Linked DNA regions of Mus musculus: region 1 is linked to region 2. Evidence: chromatin contacts called from public promoter capture Hi-C data. All regions are on one chromosome and are shown on one strand. Each heading gives the region's core, a stretch centred on a gene start, on an enhancer-like site or on the middle of the called end of the contact. The rest is flanking DNA. Distances are from core to core; before and after follow the strand shown.

The links. Promoter capture Hi-C pulls out the DNA fragments that hold promoters and counts their contacts.
Region 1: a promoter capture Hi-C map of cranial neural crest shows a contact between it and region 2. The contact joins the promoter of Cdc14a here to the promoter of Col11a1 in region 2. A contact is called at or near these places in 2 of 39 promoter capture datasets (cranial neural crest and hippocampal neurons) and 1 of 115 datasets of contacts at active chromatin or transcription factors (astrocytes).

Annotation. Positions count from the first base shown.
Region 1 is chr3:116,422,669-116,426,389 of GRCm38.p6, forward strand. It overlaps Cdc14a (CDC14 cell division cycle 14A), which reads right to left and starts at 1,364. Exons shown (of 16, transcript NM_001080818.2): 1 at 769-1,364. The coding sequence starts at 817. Gm40125 (a long non-coding RNA gene) reads left to right here and starts at 1,583. Exons shown (of 3, transcript XR_867571.3): 1 at 1,583-2,015.
Region 2 is chr3:114,027,947-114,031,820 of GRCm38.p6, forward strand. It overlaps Col11a1 (collagen, type XI, alpha 1), which reads left to right and starts at 2,594. Exons shown (of 67, transcript NM_007729.3): 1 at 2,594-3,057. The coding sequence starts at 2,955.

The DNA of each region.
Region 1 (3,721 bases), core at 114-2,613, 2.4 Mb after region 2:
GTTTAAAAGACAGAACATGAGAAGCAGGGACGCGAGACTGAGAGTGCAGATCATGCACAAAGGATTAATAACTGCTACACATCGTTTAAAGACCTTTAACACGTGGGATTCTTGGAGAAACAGGATCTTCCAGAAAGCTACAGAGCCCCAAAAGCACATCTTGCTAAGAGGCTAGAAGACCCAGCAGGGGGCAGAGCATCTTCTGAGTTCCCTCACCCCCTGGTTGCGTGCGGGCGGGTGCAGACAGGAGCTGTGGGTACCCGCAAAACTGGAGACACAAGTTTGGTTCGGAAACCTTCAGACCTCAGCTGCGGTGGAATGGGAAAAGAGGCGAGCTTCTGCCGCTGCAGCTTAGCAGACTTCAAGAGGAAGGAAGGAAAGATAGGGGGGTGTGGTTGGGGGTAGGGGGTGTCCCAAAAACACGGGCCAGCCACCGAGGAAGTAGAGAGTTAGCGGATGGAGGATTAAAACCAGCAGGCTCCCCACCAAGATAGGTTTGCAGGAGGATCCCAAGCAGAGAAGCCTGCACTGTCCGGGTACGAGGAAGCTGCAGAGGGAGTGAGAACGCGAAAAAAGAAGCCGGAAGCAGGGGGTCCTCCGGGAGTTGAGTAGCGAGAAGGGGCCCGAGCGCCGAGCCGCAGTACTGAGGGACACAGGGCCCGAAAAGAAACCCAGCATAGAGGCTTGGGACAAAGGGGTGAGCCGTGAGGAGTTGGGGGGGGGGAGTGGCGTGGAAGGGCCGGAGGATGCCGGGTGGCTGCTCCTCACCTTTCATGAACTCGCAAGCCCCGATTAGTTCCCCAGACTCCGCTGCCATCTTAAGCGAGATCCGCACGGGGGAGGGCTGGGTCGTGGCCAGCTGAGGTCACCCGCCCCCGGGGGCTTCCCCACTGCCCAAGAGCTGGGAGCTCGCGGTCCCAATCACCGAGCCTGCCTGAGGGAGGAGGCAGTCGCCCAAGGCGGAGGCAGCTGCAGGGTCAGCGCGTGGGGCGCCCCGGGGACATTCCGTGGGGAACCGAACCCGCTGGGCGCGGGACGCACACGCCCCGGGCTGTAACCGCTGTGATCCGGACTCTGCGGCGGCGGCGGCTGCTGCTGCTTCTCGAGCTGCAGCTCCTCCTTCTCGCGCTGCACCGTCTCCACCAAACCTGGACGGCGCACACCAGCTCCCAAGGCCGGGCAAAGTCTTTCCCCGGCTCCCAAAGTGATCATGGAGGACAAGACGTTTGGCCCGGATCGCGCCCGTGGCCACTCGTGCGGCAGCGGGCAGGACTCCGGAGGTGTCCGCGGGGCTAGTAGCAGCTGCTCAGACTCCTCCTTCGCCACCTCCTTTCAGCAGCAACTCTTCCTCCCTCTCCTCCTCCTCCTCCTCTTAGGTCCGCCCCCAGACCTGCCTCCCCGCCCTCCCTCGTCCCCCTCCACTTTCACCACTCCGCGGCCATCCCTTAAAGGGACAGCTCGGCTCCTTTCTCTGAGCCGGCCTCGGGCCCCAGTTACCAGGCGCCCCGCGGGTCACTAGGAGCCAGTTGCTAAGGCTTTGTTGCCTTTCACCAATTGCTACACAGGAAACTTGGCCCTCTGCCTGGGTGGGGTGGGGGTGGGGTGGATGTCAGGCGGAGCCACAAACTTATGAATGAAAAAGGATGGGTAGAGAGGAGTGAATGCCTCCCAGGAAGCTGCGACTGCCTGGCGGGCTGAGATGCTGTCTCCACGTCTGCACCGGCTAGCTCTTCTTCCACACCAGATTTTTTTTTGTCTCTCAAGCTCTTTCCTGCTTCACTCAGTTTCTTCTAAACTCGCGCGCGCGCACACACACACACACACACACAGAGACACACACGCACGCGCGCGCAGACACACACATTGAAAAACCTCAGACCTTCTCCATGTCGGGTCGTACCGCTAGCTATCTTTCCACCAACCCCTATTCTCACCACTATCGGATCTGTGTCTTTATAACCAATTTTCAAAAGAAGCGATACCTCCTAGCTCCTGAGTACACGGACTGATGCCCTGTAAGTACTAGAGTCTGCTCTCACCTAGGCTTTGTTCTCAAGGGGGAAAAAAATTCCCGTCCAGTTCTCCAAGTCCTTTCATTTTGGCCACAGGTGTGAGCGCAAAATTACACCAGAAGTGTAAGGCTCTAGTCTCGGACTGTAGGCTATCCTAGGCGAAGGGAGAAGAGGGAAAAGGATCTCTTGTCCACAAGAGAAATGAACAGAAGATTTCTGTAGTCTTGGCTGGAGCGTTGCAAAGGAGTACAAAGGCTCCTCTCCAGGAGGCCCCGGACTTGTTCGGCAACGTTTTGATCCAGTTTGGAGAACTTTAATGCTGGGAGCCCTAGGGACGGAACTAGTGGCCAGCCCTTCCCTTACGAAAATGGCGCTACTGAACCACTATCACCAGAGCATGCGCTCTGAGTGGTTTCTCCTTGAAACGGGGATTTGTGCAAGCCTTTGAAAGCTCGCAGTTGCGTGTTGACCTCTAGGGAGAGAGGGGGCGCTCGAGCAAAGTGCCGGCTGAAGCAACTTGGAACACTGACTCCAGGGAGGCAATTCTTAGGCCATTCTTCTGCTCTGCCGGCTTTCCATAAAGCTAAACAAGCACAAAACTAAGTGGATACTACTTTGATATACTGGAAAGTTATTCAGAGCATCTCGGTAATTCTAGCCAAACACATCCTTGGTAAGGGAGTTAAAAAGACACCCTCTCCTTACATTCAAAAGTTAACCCCGAAAAAGAAACAGACTTTACAACTGTAAAAGTCCTGAAAGTTGTAATGAGCCTTGAACCCTTTTGAAGTGTATTACATATTCTAAGAGTCCTGAAAGCAAAGACCTCCCAAAAAGAAAAAGGGAGAAGGAGGAGGGGGAGTACACTTTAAAATAGCCAGGGGTTGGTGGCATATATCTTTAATTACAGCACCTGGGAGGCAGAGGCAGGTGAATCTATGAGTTCAAGGCCAGCCTGGTCTACATAGTGAGTTCCAGGGCAGACAGGGCTATGAAGAGAAACCCTGTCTTGAAAACTAAAAAATAAAAAAAAGAAGGAAAAAGAACAAAGACCCTCTCAAAACTTGAATGTTACCTTTATTCTCCCAAATCCTGGTTTTAATACGTTGAACAATTTCAATTTTGTTGGAATAAACGTAATTGAGATTTTTTTTAATGAAATATGTAGAAAAGCATAGCATGTCAGTCTCAGTAGGCTTCGCCCCTTTGTCTATAAAGCTAACAGTAAAGCCCACTCAACCCATTTCTAAAGCTGCCGCTTTACAAGTCTTATAGTTTTTCATCTGACTATCAACTGCAGTAAAAAGTTGGAGCCAGAGGTGGTGGCTTGCGCTGATTTAGAGTGGCCATAGTCATTTGCTCCTCCCACAGTGTAGGGGCTACAACACAGGCTCTCAGGTTTGGTGGCCTGCATCTTTACCCACTGAGCCATCTCACGGGCTAATGCGGCTGTTTTTGGGTTTTTTGAGGTAGGTCTGGTATAACCCCAGGCTGGCCTGGAACTCCATACGTAAAGAAGGATGACAATAAACTCCTGATCCTCCTTCCAGGAACCCAGGCCTGTGTCACTCTGCCTGGCCATCACATGACTGTACGTTCATAAGTAGTCTCAGGAGAGAGATCCATAAAACACTTTCAGGGGGGCAGATTTCATTGAATAGCTCCTGTAACAACAGGGGTCTATTCTATTCCCAAAAAGGGTTCTACAT
Region 2 (3,874 bases), core at 1,344-3,843:
ACATTTTTCCATTTTGACAATATGAAAGTATGTTACTAACTATGCTTCAAATCTAAGACCTTGCATTAGTGAAACTGTCACATTCTATTACATTTTGAATGTTTGTATAAACAATTAGCAGTGTCAGGCTGAAAGGTCACTCAGGAAATAACTCTACTGGATGTTCCCTAGTGTGAAGCTGAAGGCAGCTTGGATGGATCCCTCGATTTGGTTGGTTTCTTCATGTTTGCTCCTTTTATCCATTCTTTCATTCAGTTCATCTGAAAGTCCATGACCAGGTTTCTGGGAGATACACCATCTGACAGTCAGCTACAGGCTAGAGAGGTTAGGCATAATTACACCTCACTGTGATTCCAGTATGCTTCCTTCCAGAGGCATTAATTCAGACCCAGGTTGTGCCTAGTTGGGTAAAGGCCAGAGGAATTCAAACCACAGAGTACAGACGTGTAAGACAGCAATAACTCTATTCACTCAAGACATTTTTGCCTGAAAGAACCCTTTCACAAGCAATGAGGTCTGAGATGTGAGCAGAAGGCAGTGCCTGGATCCTTCTCACCTAGAATAGGACCATACATGCCACAGAGCTCTCAGTATACAGGAGAGTGAGGGGAAAATAATTTAGAACACTAGATATGTTGCTGTAAGCTCTGTCACTGGCCAGCTCACAAGTAAGTATTCCTAAATTAATATGTATTCATTTCACATTTTATGTTTAAGTAAGGACCTAGAAAATGATTTTTACATGCAGAGAGAATTGGACAGAAAAGGCAAGTATAGGCGAAGCCACAAATACATACACAATTTCCACCTGAAAGTAAGAGGCATAACAAAGGTGTTGAATTACTTATATTTCAAATGTAAGATCTTTAATTTGTATTTAGACATTCCAGGTTCAAATACAATATGTTGGTAAACTATATTGGTAAAATATGTTAATAGATTGAAGAGCTAGTTGGCCCTATTTCTCTTATAAATGGCATCTCAAACATTCTGCTGGCCTCATTTCAAGAAATAAATAGGTCTTTTTGTTTGTTTGTTTGTTTGTTTGTGTTTTAGACTGTAATCCCAAAGAAACTTTATGATTAGGAAATCGTTCTTTGGTGCAGAGAATAACATTTATGTAGAAATATTTCTAGTTGCTTTTAGTATATTCTACTTCTGATTTTTTATCAATTTCCAGCTAGTTTGCCAACTATTAAACCATATGAAGACATTTTATATAGTCCAATTAGTCATGTCTTAACGGATCATTTAGAAAAGACCCCATGGTTTAAAGCTTAGCATCAAATAAAGACTTGAACGTGCACGCTTGATAAGCCTAATTGAAGGCCCTTAAGCACTGATATGACTGAAATGCTAACAGTAAGTCCTGCCTTCTAGTCTCTGTGTTGGTAGAGAAAATGAACGTGTTCCTTCAAAGCTTCTCTATGGAGTGGGTAATGTATGCTGGTACCCTGTTGGACACTTCCTACTTCTGTCCATTGCTGGACATTGGACATGGCACTCACTGTGGGAGAGACACGTTTCAGAAATGATTTAAAACACAAAAGACCAATCAGGAGGATGGAGGAATTCAAATATGCAGAAAACTGACCAGGGAATCAAATGTATAGATTTAAGAGATACACTGAGGAGGAGATGGGTTTCTTAGAACCACTTCCCTCTTGTTAGACTTTGCTAGTGGAGTGACCACGTTTTCAGCCCCAAGGCTCAGGGCCAGGCCAGGCCAGTAAAGAAACTGACTGGATTGGTTGGAGAATTCTGCAGGCAGCTTTCCTGTCCTTCTCTATTCCCTGCTTCTCCCTTTCATCCAGTATCAGGATTTGCTGGAAAAGCAAGTGACTGATTCCCTTAGTTTCTACTGCTATGGGTTCTTGGTCTTTCCTCTTTTCTTGCAGACAAGCCCCTCAGTGAGCTCTGGGCAGTCTTTGAACATTTGAGAAGCTTAACTTTCATCTCACCAACTAGATTTTGCCTACAAGATGAGGATTTTGATCTTTAGAGTTCCTTCATGCCACCTTCGTTAGTCTCTAGTTTAAAAATATTAGTAAAACACTTTTGGATGCAGGCAGCACAGAGCCCACTGGTTCCTGATTCCATGGCTGCCTTAGGAAGCAAGGTTTTTGGAGATGGATAAAATTACCGCTGCCAGTCCAGGACTCCAGCCGTGGGGCCAGTGAACATGCTGGTCTTCTCCCCTCTTTCCCCTCCCACCTCCGAAGAAAGGGGGGGGGGGCTCCCGGACTGGTGCGAGCAGAGTGCTTGGTTTTTATTGAATACAGAAGCTACTCGAACGTCCCGTGTGCTGCGGGGCTGTCCTGCAATTCCTTTCATTCCCAAAGTGCAGGAGTCCAGCTTTGGTCCCGCCTAACTCCCTCCCATTTCTTTTCAGGGGATTTGAGGAGGGGGGGAAGGAGAGGGAAGATGAAGGGTGGCTGGTGGGCTGGGCCTGCACAGAAGTCTGGATCCTCCAGGGAGAGACTGGGCGGGTTCAAGGCTGCGGGGAGGCCTGTGATTGGGTATGACCTTCAGTCGGCTTGTCAGTTTCTCGGGCACACAGGAGGCGGGAGGAGTGGGCGGAGGAGGGGGCTGCGCGAGCCTCTTGTCCAGCCCACCCACAGCATGAAGCCTTTAGGGGTGCTCAGTGCTTTCGGCTTTTTTTCTTGAAACCCTTCATCTGCCCTCAGTCTGAAGGCAGGGTCAGGCGTAGGACGGGTCCCGGGGTCGCAGTCTCCTGCGGGCCACCCCAAAGGGAGAGGAGGGGGCGAGAGACAGGAAGGAAGCAAACCATCAAATTGGAAAAAAAAAAATTAGAGCCCTTTGACTTTTTTTTTTTTTACTCCCTTTCCCTTCCGGATGGCTGTGTAGCGAACGTAGGCGACACCTTGGAAGGGACAAAGTTGGTCTGCAGTGGCAATTTCGTGGGTTCACAGTCGTGAGCGTGGGGCTTGGAGATGGAGCCCTGGTCCAGGTGGAAAACGAAACGGTGGATCTGGGATCTCACCATCTCAACCCTCGCCTTGACTTTTCTCTTCCAAGCTAGAGAGGTCAGAGGAGGTAAGGAGGAAAAAAAAAAGTTTGGGGAGGTGGGACATTGCCACCCGGCTTTCTTCTTTTTTGTGTGTGCTCTTCTCCCTTGTCGTCTCCCCACTTCTTTTAAATAAAATCCAGATTGTAGTTGCTACCGGGTTAAGTGTGGAAACTGGAGAGACAGGGAGATGGATGTAGGCGGGACAGTAATGGGCTAGGAGGTAGGTGGCAGGATTAAAAGATCTGTCAGGCACCGGGCAGGCTGAGAAAGCCCATCATCCCTTCTCATTTTCTTTGCAAAAAGAAAAAAAAAATTACCTTGAACAGGAAGGCAGTGGTACAAAGCTTTTGTTTCAAGAACAGTCTTTACTCAGAGTCCTCGGTCCTTTGAACCAATCTTTGGGTTTCTTCGGGTTCTAAAGGAGATATCTTTTGAAGGGTGACCTGAGGAGAAAATACTGAGAAAGAGTATAAAGTGAACTGTGATAAACTTCTTTGTCTGCAAGGAAGTGAAAAACGGGCTGTTTTTACTTTGGAGGATATAAGAGAAACCAGCGGGGATGAAGCTAGAAGATTGAGAGCACTTTGTGTGTGGCATTTTGAAATGTTCTCAGAGGAACACATTTCCCAGACGATAAAGTGGAGTTCAGGAGTGCTCGGGGCAGAAGGGGGGGGGGCAGTTTCTCCTGATGATTACCCCCCTCCTCTCCGTGACACCCTCATCCTCGCTCATCCCTTGTCCCCTCCAAACAGCTTATTCTTGCAGGTTGGACCTACAACTCTCTTGGAGGGCGAGGAAAGTCTCCAAGCAAATGGGGTGGTGGGCAGACGACTAGGGATAGGG